Regions from separate parts of the Zea mays genome. Here regions 2 and 3 are each linked to region 1. A link is a contact called in public Hi-C data. All regions are on one chromosome and are shown on one strand. The core of a region is the stretch at or near the end of the contact, and the rest is flanking DNA. Distances in the headings are between cores, read along the strand shown. Region 1 holds the start of LOC100285490. Region 2 holds the start of LOC100502388 (MOB kinase activator-like 1B). Region 3 holds the start of LOC100501754 (CslF6-2).

Region 1 (3,149 bases), core at 183-2,682:
CTAACAGGAAAACAGCATCGCCTGCGCTGCTCCGACTGCTGTGCCACCCGCCAGGGTGAGGCTGACAGCAACCAGGTCCAGCCTCGGGCGCCATAGGAATCTCTGCCTCGCCCGACCCCAGGGCTCGGACTCAACCTCGACTCCGGAAGACGGTCTCCGCCTCGCCCGACCCTAGGGCTCGGACTCCACCTCGACCTCGGAAGACGGTCTCCGCCTCGCCCGACCCTAGTGCTCGGATTCAACCTCGACTCCAGAAGACGGTCTCCGCCTCGCCCGACCCCAGGGCTCGGACTCAACCTCGACCTCGGACGACGGTCTCCGCCTCGCCCGACCCCAGGGCTCGAACTCAACCTCGACCTCGGACGACGGTCTCCGCCTCGCCCGACCCCAGGGCTCAGACTCAACCTCGACCTCGGACGACGGTCTCCGCCTCGCCCGACCCCCGGGCTCGGACTCAGCCTCGACCTCGGAGGAATCACCGCCTCGCCCGACCTTGGGCTCGGACCGACCACGCCACAAGGGGGCCATCATTACCCTACCCCTAGCTAGCCCAGGCTATGGGGAACAAGACCGGCGTCCCATCTGGCTCGCCCCGGTAAAACAAGTAATGATGGCACCCCGCGTGCTCCATGACGACGGCGGTTCTCAGCCCCCTACGTCAGCAAGGATCTGACAGCCCCGACAGCTGTGCTTCTACAGGGCTCAAGCGCTCCTCCGACGGCCATGACGCCACATGGACAGGGCTCCAACACCTCTCCGATAGCCACATCGACACGTACATAGGGCTCTGGCTCCCCTCTGCTAGACACGTTAGCACACTGCTACACCCCCGTTGTACACCTAGACCCTCTCCTTACGTCTATAAAAGGAAGGTCCAGGGCCCTCATACGAGAAGGTGGCCGCGCGGGAGAACGGGCTGACGCGCAGTCTCACGCCCCCTCTCTCTCTCCCTCGCGAACGCTTGTAACCCCCTACTGCAAGCGCATCCGTCCTGGGCGCAGGACAACACGAGGCCGCGGTTTCCCCTCACTGTTTTCCCCCTTGTGCTCCGTCTCGCGCCGACCCATCTGGGCTGGGACACGCAGCGATAATTTACTCGTCGGTTCAGGGACCCCCGGGGTCGAAACGCCGACAAATACATGCTAAACAATATCATATCAAAGATTAATAATAATTATGAATTTTTTTAATAACATGAGCCGATCAAACATAGGGTAAAAAATCAAATTATAAATTGGAATGAAGGAGGGAGTACTATTTATGAGGAAGTTGATCGATACTAAAATAGGTTTAGTTAACATATCTAGAAGTGCATTTTTAAATAGAGAGGCAATATAATTTAAGTTTCAAGTTTAAATTATTATTATTATTTTTATTTTTTGAAAAAATAGTTCATTCAAATGTGCTACTCGGATTTTTCAGGGGGTTTTCTGAAAAAGGACAATGGCTCTCTGTATCTCATCCTTATCCTTTCCCCACGATTCCTTCTCTCCTCTCTTGCGCCGCCGCTGGCCCAGCGCGGCCGCCGTGCTCCTTCTCCACTCGTGCTTCCCAAGCTGCTTCGCCGGAAGCAATGCGAGGGCCCTGCCCCGGTGGAGGCGTCTCGGCGTCTTTTGCCCCGAGCTTCAACGGCTCCCGCGCCATGATCTGGTATGAGTTGCTGAATTTTCCCCCTTTTTCTCCTCCTCCGGTCAAAACAAACCCTTTTGAGATCTCGCAGGCCGGCAACAGTAAATTGCACGAGACGGATCCGCATTTCATTCATCCAAACAGCCAAAACGGGGCCGTTCCGCGCAGGCGACAGGGCTACGGGAGGTGATTGCGCTCGCGTGCGTCATGATCCAGCTACTCAACGTTTTCTTTGACATTAAATCCTACCTTTTGTTTTTTCAGGAATTTGCTATGCTAGCCAGGCGGTTGAATTGCTGCCCACTTTGTACCCTGAAATCGTGGTCCGAGACGCACGGCTCGAGGACTGCTGGGAAGTGGCTGACACTCACTGCAGCTCGTTCTTTCCTGGTTACAAGTTCCCGTTGGACCTTGTTCTCCGGATTGATCGTTACATTGCTCTCCTCTCTGGATTTTCAGTTCCACCCGGCTGCATGAGGACTTGCCTTGTGGCCGTCAATTCTAATTCTGTAAATAGTAGTTTCAACATCGAGTGTGGAGATGCTACAGATGCCAACTTTGAGAAATACAATCTCAGTAGAGGCTCCGTAGCTGGCATTCTTACACTTGATACAGTGGCAGACTATCTTCCGAGAAGGGGACCCCTGAAGCAGAGAAGGTACATTTCTAACCAAAACATATGCATTGAATTTCCTCTGGCCCATTTGTTCAGACTATAACTATAAATGGATGCAAGCTATGAATTTTGCTTTAGGTGTCACTTCGTTTATATCATCATCAGTAAGCTTGTCTATTTATCATTTCTAGTTTTATGCATTTGCATTGTTTGGCTTTTCACATGTGTACTTGGTATAGTTAGCAAGTAATGAAGTTTAAACAGAATAAGGTGGCTGTGTTCCTCCTGCTTCTAGAATTCTCGTATAAGTGAACATTATACTTCACCTCCTACATGCTAACAAAAACTCGAAATAGCGTGACTAAACTTAATTCAAATCTAACTATGAATGCAAACCCATCAGTCGTAAATTCTATTTGTTGTTAAGCCATTAACTCGAAGTTTGTTGAAGACTTGCCCATGAAAAAAAACTAGCATCAGCTTCACACGTCAACTGCAATGGATGGGATCATGGGAAACGTGTGGACACTGGACACATTTGGTAGTGCATGCATATTACAGATTGCAGACTATCACTGTAGTCATATTCTGATGTTCTGAGCCTTCTGGCACTTTGGCAGCACTTATGAGCTCCCAGGTGACATAGATTTGCTACAGATATTATGTACTACCTCCGTTCTCGAATATTTGTCGCCGGCTAGTTCATTTTTGAACTAAAACGCGACAAATAAAAAATAACATAGGGAGTACTAGATATTTTGGTGAACTAGAAATGGTGATATTATGACCTTGAGCACAATTACATACAATCTTTTGTGTGTTGTCCTATGTGTTTCTTGGTTAAACTGGAAGCTAGTTAGCTCAAATGCTGTAAGACAGTATTAATACTTCGATGCTCTAAAGA
Region 2 (3,149 bases), core at 173-2,672, 230 kb before region 1:
CCGAGGGCTGTCTTACCTTCCGCAGATCGAGTTTTTTTTATAGATGTGGGACAACGTTCATTAGACCTTTCACTGAAAGTGTTTTTGTAATGGATTTAATTGACACGTGATAAGCAACAAAAGGAATCCCGTTAGCAGTGTTTCAAGATGTTTAGCGCATAGTGTCTTGGAATAGATGGAAGAATAAAGCAATCCAACAAAACTGTTGAGTCCCTTATGTTAACAAATGTTCAACAATAAACAGAGCTCTTGGCGAGATAGCCAACAAGAGTGTCAGCCACGCAAGATATCTTTAGTTCTGGACATAGCCAGAACAAAAAGGCTAAAAGCAAAACAGATAACTTAAAGCCTGTCTACTTCCAGAACACTGATAAGATCCATCACCAATTCATACTACTGAAGTTAACTCAAAGTTCTAACAAGACTAATTGCACATACTTTTCAGTGACAAGCATAGCCCGCACCTGCATGCCCTCTAAACAGTTCATGAGAACTGATTAAAATCCTGGATGTAGTACGGCCACAGGAATCACTAGATGTTGCAATAAATTGACACCTAGATAAATTGCTCCCGTATGCAGTCATGCTTCAGATTTTGATTGACGGCCCAGAGCAACGGCCACCACGCATGATACGCACTTTGCATGATGTGTAGCACGCCAAATAGTGGCGCAGGTGCAGGCAGGTATCTAATAACTCGTGCTGTCGTGCAGTACTTAAAAGAGGGAACTGGGAAGCCGAAATTGTTACCTTGCTGCCTGATGGAGCGCTCTTCTTGGGGCGGAATGTCTTCTGGTTCCTGCCAAAAGAATAAAAAACACTGATCAGCATGGTTGTTGCATCAGAAGCTAAAATCAGCGTAGTCCCTCAGTAACGAATAAGCCAAGCAGGCTGAGCCCGCCAAACTCGGCTCAGCATGATCTGACGTTGGGTAAAAAAAAAAACGCCGAGACAAATCCAAAATCAAGGTGAAGAAACAAGGTCTGAGCAGAGCGGAGCAGAACTCCCCAGTGGCACTGGTTGCTACGCAGAATTACTAATTAGGGCCGTCAGAAGAGAGCCACAACCACTCACTCAGCTCGAGCAGCGGATCAAGCAGGGGAATTCCCCGATCCCATGAACGAAACCCCGCGCGAGATCTCAGTTCCATCAGCGGGCCTGGATCCCGCGGTCCCGAACCCACGGGCGACGAGCCGGGGACAAGGAATAATAAAGCAAAGGGTGCAGAGCGAAGTACGTGTACAATACTACAATACGATCGAGATCCCGCGAGCGCTCACCGTCCAAGCCCGAAGAGACTCATCCTCCCTCCTCCGCGTCTGCGTGCCCTCCCTCGATCCGGCGCGCGCGTGGCAGTGGTGGGAAGTGGGGGCGACGGCTGGACCTGCTGCTGCAGTGCTGCTTTTGGCGCACGCAGCGTCAGCTAGCGAGTGCGAGGAGACGAGAGGACGAAGCGGACGAGGTGGGTCTGGGGCTGGGCTGCTCTGCGACCTGCCGCCTGCGAGAGCCAGATGCGAAATGATTGGGCTCACTCGTCAGAGGCGGCGTGGGCCGGCACAGCGAGGCGCGGCAGAACGCGCGGCGGATGGAGCCGGGCGCCTGGCTGGAATCCATGATCCATCATGCCCCGGGCCCCACCGGGTCAGAAGTCAGATCACCCAGCTATCGTCTGCGGCCGTGTCGTGTCGAAGTCGAGAACAAGTTTAACAACAGAGTCTATTGTTGGGTCTAACTTTTTACTATATTATCTAAAGCTAACGATAAACACACTCATATAATAAAGCTAACTTTACAGTTAGCTCTTAGATAAATCTCTTATCTCTTGTCTCTTTTATCTTTTTCTTGAAGCTTGTAGCATCTAGTTCTTGCACAAGTGTCCACTCTCTTTATTTTTTGATGTCTCTCTCTTCCACATAAGCAAAAATACTATATAAGCAGACTTAGAGCCCATTATTGTACTTGCTCTTAGTATCCAATACTCATACCCACGATAAAGAAAAATAATCCGCGGGATCATCCATATTCACTTATGGGTATAGATTTACCCCTATATACATATTCATGTAGGTATGTGTCACCTGTCGAGTCACTCGTACCCACAAAGATTAGACATATATCATATGTGATAAATATCATTTTATAAATATAATGAACCCTAAAAAATATCAGTTTAATAGTTATTAAACGTCAAATTTAAATAAACCATGTGCTATACTTAAGCATCACACCATTTGATTTCTAACATTATAGACACACGATGCTCTAGGATTGTGCTCAGATCTATAGAAATAATATCTAATTACATAATTGCGCAATAAACAACTATAAAATCTGCTTAGAGATTATATAACTAGGGTTTCATTTATTTTGGTCTAGGCCAAATGCTCAAGTTTATGTTTTTGGGCAGGTTTATATTGGATATTTTATACTCACGGGTTAACAAGCATGAGTGAGGGCAGAATGTTCTGATACTCGTTTTCTTTTTGGGTAAGGTTTTTGTCCAGTAAAAATCTATAATAGAATATTTAGCTCACACATATACTCTAATAAGATAAATACCCATCAATTATCGAATCATGATACTCGTTACCATTTCTAACTATACTACGCTCTTCGGTCTCCCTCCCACTGAAGTATGTGGCAACACTCGTGGTGCACGGTAGCCGAGGTGCATATGTGTCGTATATCGTACGGTTCGTACCTAAACGTTAACGAATCGTTATTCAAACGTTTCTTTACTATTTATTTAGCTTTTAATTGATTTTGTTCAAAAATAAATAGGAATAGAATCTAATCTTAATTCAATCTGATTTTTAAATTTTATAATCTAAATTTAGAGTCTTTTGACACCTTAATCGTATCTCATGTTTTCTACTATAGCAAACTTGGTTGATGGTCATCCAACGTTCTGGCACAGCGGGGTGGTTAGTTTTTTTTTCTTCTAAAGTTTGGTCTTTGTCAAATGCAACCACGCCTCGAGACTGACTCAAGGAGGCTCGTCGTGCACTACCGTGTAAGGCATTAGCTACAGAACTCGCTCTCCCTCTCTCTCATGTAAGGATCGTCCATTAAAGTATAAAAGGGAGTCTCTCTCCCTCTGTTTGGACACAAGCACAGCTAGAGTAACATGCCTCTAAGCAATACTTTGA
Region 3 (3,149 bases), core at 422-2,921, 190 kb after region 1:
GCGAGCAAAACACGCCCTCGCTCGCTTGCTCTGCCTGCCCTGCCGCGCGCGCTCTGCTCGCCGCTGTGACCGGAGTAACTCGGTGCCGGAGGAGGAGGGTGTGGTACTGTGGTGGATGAAGACGCCACGGGACTTTCCGTGGAGTTAACCCGGTGCAGGCCCCCGAACGATGGGAGCCGGCCGGATCAGATACGGATACATACACCACACGCAGCACCGACGCCTCATCGTCCACGAAGCCGTTTGGTTCCTTGCAATCAATAATCTGGTCTTCCCGGCCGGAACCCGGAAGGTCTGGCTTGGCTTGGCTTGGCGAGGCACCCTACCCCCAGCTCATGATGGGAGCCTGCGCTGCCCAGCTCTGCGCCACCGGCCACCGCCATGTACGACAGCACGACGACGGACGGACGTAGTGCGAGCCGCCTCCCTCGCAGGTTCCATTCGTCGGCGTCACGGACGGACCGGAGCCCCAGGGCCCAGCGGGAAGAGGGAGAGGCTGGAAAGGCGGACGCAAGGAATCTCATCTGCCAATCAGGGGGCGCGAGGAACTTTAGACTATCCGCGCTTCTATTATATCATTTTTTTTTTCATCGAATCATCAACAATTTATCGCTTATTTTTTCATCTCTGGCAGCGGTTCCTCTAAATACTCTCTAAACTCTACTATAACCATAAAATATTATTTTCTATAACTACTTTTATCTACTATCAATTTTTTATATATTAACAATTACTCACGGATCCACTGCTATATAAATGAATAGTGCTAGAGGGGATAAACTGGGAAAAACCACGTACACAGATAGAAAGAGCCCGACGCGCAGAAGGCAGCCCTGTGGGCGTGGGGGCTCCCCTGTAGGCTGTAGCCGCCAATGCAAGAGGAAGTAGCTGGCACGCGGAGACAGGTGCGTCCAGCCTTAGTTATCCTGCTTCTTCTCCTTGACATCAGGTCAGCTCAGCTAGTAAAAAAGGAGCGTCCATTTTATATTTATAATAATAGGAGCATAGCAAAAACAAACTCATCATTACAGTACCGTTCTGTCCCCGCCGATTTTAGTGCCTAGTTTTTTTATTTACTCAAGGAAGTATATATATACTTTTTTATTAGAGCGCCGCAAAATTTTAATAATCAGGCGGAGGGTACAGTCCTAGGCAGGGGAGGGAGAGGGCACATGGGGTTATGCGGAAGCAGCCTGGTAGGTAAGGTGCCGGTGCCGGTGCCGGTGCCATATGGGCCTGTGTGCGCTTGCAAATGCCTGCCTGCCACCTACATATTCATATACAGCTCACCTTCATCCTTCGTTCCTTGCTTCATCATCACCACCATCTCTCTAGACGCACACAGACAGAAAGAGTCGGTACAAATCGTCGAGGGAGGCCGGGCGCGCGTAGGAACAGAAAGACACGCAGCCAGATTGACAGAGCTGAGTGTGAGTACGTACTACGTAGATACCTACAGCTATACTGTACTGTACAGAGTGGGAGGAAAAGGGAGGGAGAGAGAGGGACGTGTACACACACGCGCGTACAAAAATACAGAGGAAGCTTAGCTTGCCTCCAACCCCGACCGACACTCGGGCTCGTGAACCCCGTCCCGTAATTTCTCTATATATCCCGTCCCTCCCCCCACGTACTTCACTCGGCCTCCATCTCCCCACGCACCCCGGCGCCCGCGCCGCGCCACCTTCTCTCCCCCCTCCTCCTCCTCCTCTCTCTCTCTCTCTCTCTCTGCCACACAGCACACCAGAAGGGCAGCAGGGGAGGTAGAGAGAGGTAGCTTCGCATTCTCGGTTTCCCTCCGCGCGTGTCCTCCCAGCCTCGACAGAGAGAAGGGCCACCATCGTCCCTGCCTGATTGCGCGCCAGGCAGGCAGGCATTATGGCGCCGGGCGGCCGGCGCAGCAACGGCGAGACGCCGACAGGACAGCAGCAGCAGCAGCAGCAGGCTGACGGCAGGCGCGGGTGCGCATGCGGCGGGTTCCCCGTGTGCGCGTGCGCCGGCGCGGCGGCGGTGGCGTCCGCCGCCTCCTCCGCCGACATGGACCGCGTGGCGGTGGCCGCCACCGAGGGCCAGATCGGCGCCGTCAACGACGAGAGCTGGGTGGCGGTCGACCTCAGCGACGACGGCCTCTCCTCCGCCGCCGACCCGGGGGCCGTCGCGCTCGAGGAACGCCCCGTCTTCCGCACCGAGAAGATCAAGGGTGTCCTCCTCCACCCCTACAGGTATATATATACTTACACCTCTTCGTCTGCTCTCAGTTCAACGGCCTCGCCGGCGCGCCGCGCGCCTGCATTCACCGGCCGTTACACTCCGAACAACAACACTATATCAGCCAGTAGTCTCCCACTCCAAGCAAGCACTCTACTACTAGACTGAAGCAGTGAATTAACAACTAAACCAAACCAAACCAAACCAAACGAGGCAGTTAAATTTCAGTCTCGTCAATCCGGGCTCGGCCATTAGACAGGTGCACGTTACAGTTAGGCAGGGGACCCCAGGCAGGCGGCCCCGCTTCTCCCGTTGGGCTGTCGGCAGCACCACCGCTGCAGGGTGGGACCCCTCCTGCCTGCCCATGGCGGCTCATAAAAAAAAGGTGAAGGCATCTCTGTGATTGGTGCTGCTAATTACCCGCAACGGGAATCCGAGGTGGGGTGCAGTGCAGTGCTGGTGGGAATCAATGAATGCCTTTTCTGCTTCAGCTTGCCCGCGTGGGGTGCTGTGCTGTGCTGCACAGAGAGAGAGGCGACAGTAGGCGTGGCTTGCATGTGAGTCCAAAGCCAGCCTCCAAGTTCCGGTATAGTAAAGGATGTTTAGCGGAAAACTCTGCATCATAACTAGTACAAAGCGCCTTGTGTGTTGTGTGTCCAAAACTAAAAATGTCTTTTTTTTTCTTTCTTTCTTTCTTTTCCCTCCATACACTTTTGGGCATGGGATGGGAGAGTGAAAGTGCTGGTGAGTGACTGAGTGGTGACATAGTTTTTTTTGGGAAGGTGATAAAAAAAGAGAGAGAAGAAAGTAGGACTGGTGGTGGTGTTGGGGGCATTCCAGTTGCACCCTCTAATTTGGGAAGGTGGGTTCTTCTAGACTCTAGAGGGCTCAACCGTTTTTTTTTTTTTGGAAGGGGTTTGCATCTAAATCCTAGCTTTCAT

Evidence for each region. Hi-C and Micro-C count contacts between places; a contact is called where the count stands out from the background.
Region 2: a contact with region 1 is called in a Hi-C map of leaf, with 10 times the contacts expected there. The contact joins the promoter of LOC100502388 here to the promoter of LOC100285490 in region 1. A contact is called at or near these places in 7 of 25 Hi-C or Micro-C datasets (ear, endosperm, leaf and 2 more).
Region 3: a contact with region 1 is called in a Hi-C map of leaf, with 4 times the contacts expected there. The contact joins the promoter of LOC100501754 here to the promoter of LOC100285490 in region 1. A contact is called at or near these places in 6 of 25 Hi-C or Micro-C datasets (bundle sheath, ear, endosperm and 2 more).

Annotation. Positions count from the first base shown.
Region 1 is chr4:33,019,651-33,022,799 of Zm-B73-REFERENCE-NAM-5.0, forward strand. It overlaps LOC100285490, which reads left to right and starts at 1,433. Exons shown (of 4, transcript NR_182167.1): 1 at 1,433-1,650; 2 at 1,732-1,815; 3 at 1,894-2,287.
Region 2 is chr4:32,788,293-32,791,441 of Zm-B73-REFERENCE-NAM-5.0, forward strand. It overlaps LOC100502388 (MOB kinase activator-like 1B), which reads right to left and starts at 1,423. Exons shown (of 7, transcript NM_001196866.1): 1 at 1,281-1,423; 2 at 751-799. The coding sequence starts at 1,303.
Region 3 is chr4:33,205,785-33,208,933 of Zm-B73-REFERENCE-NAM-5.0, forward strand. LOC100501754 (CslF6-2) reads left to right here and starts at 1,672. Exons shown (of 3, transcript NM_001321414.1): 1 at 1,672-2,222. The coding sequence starts at 1,879.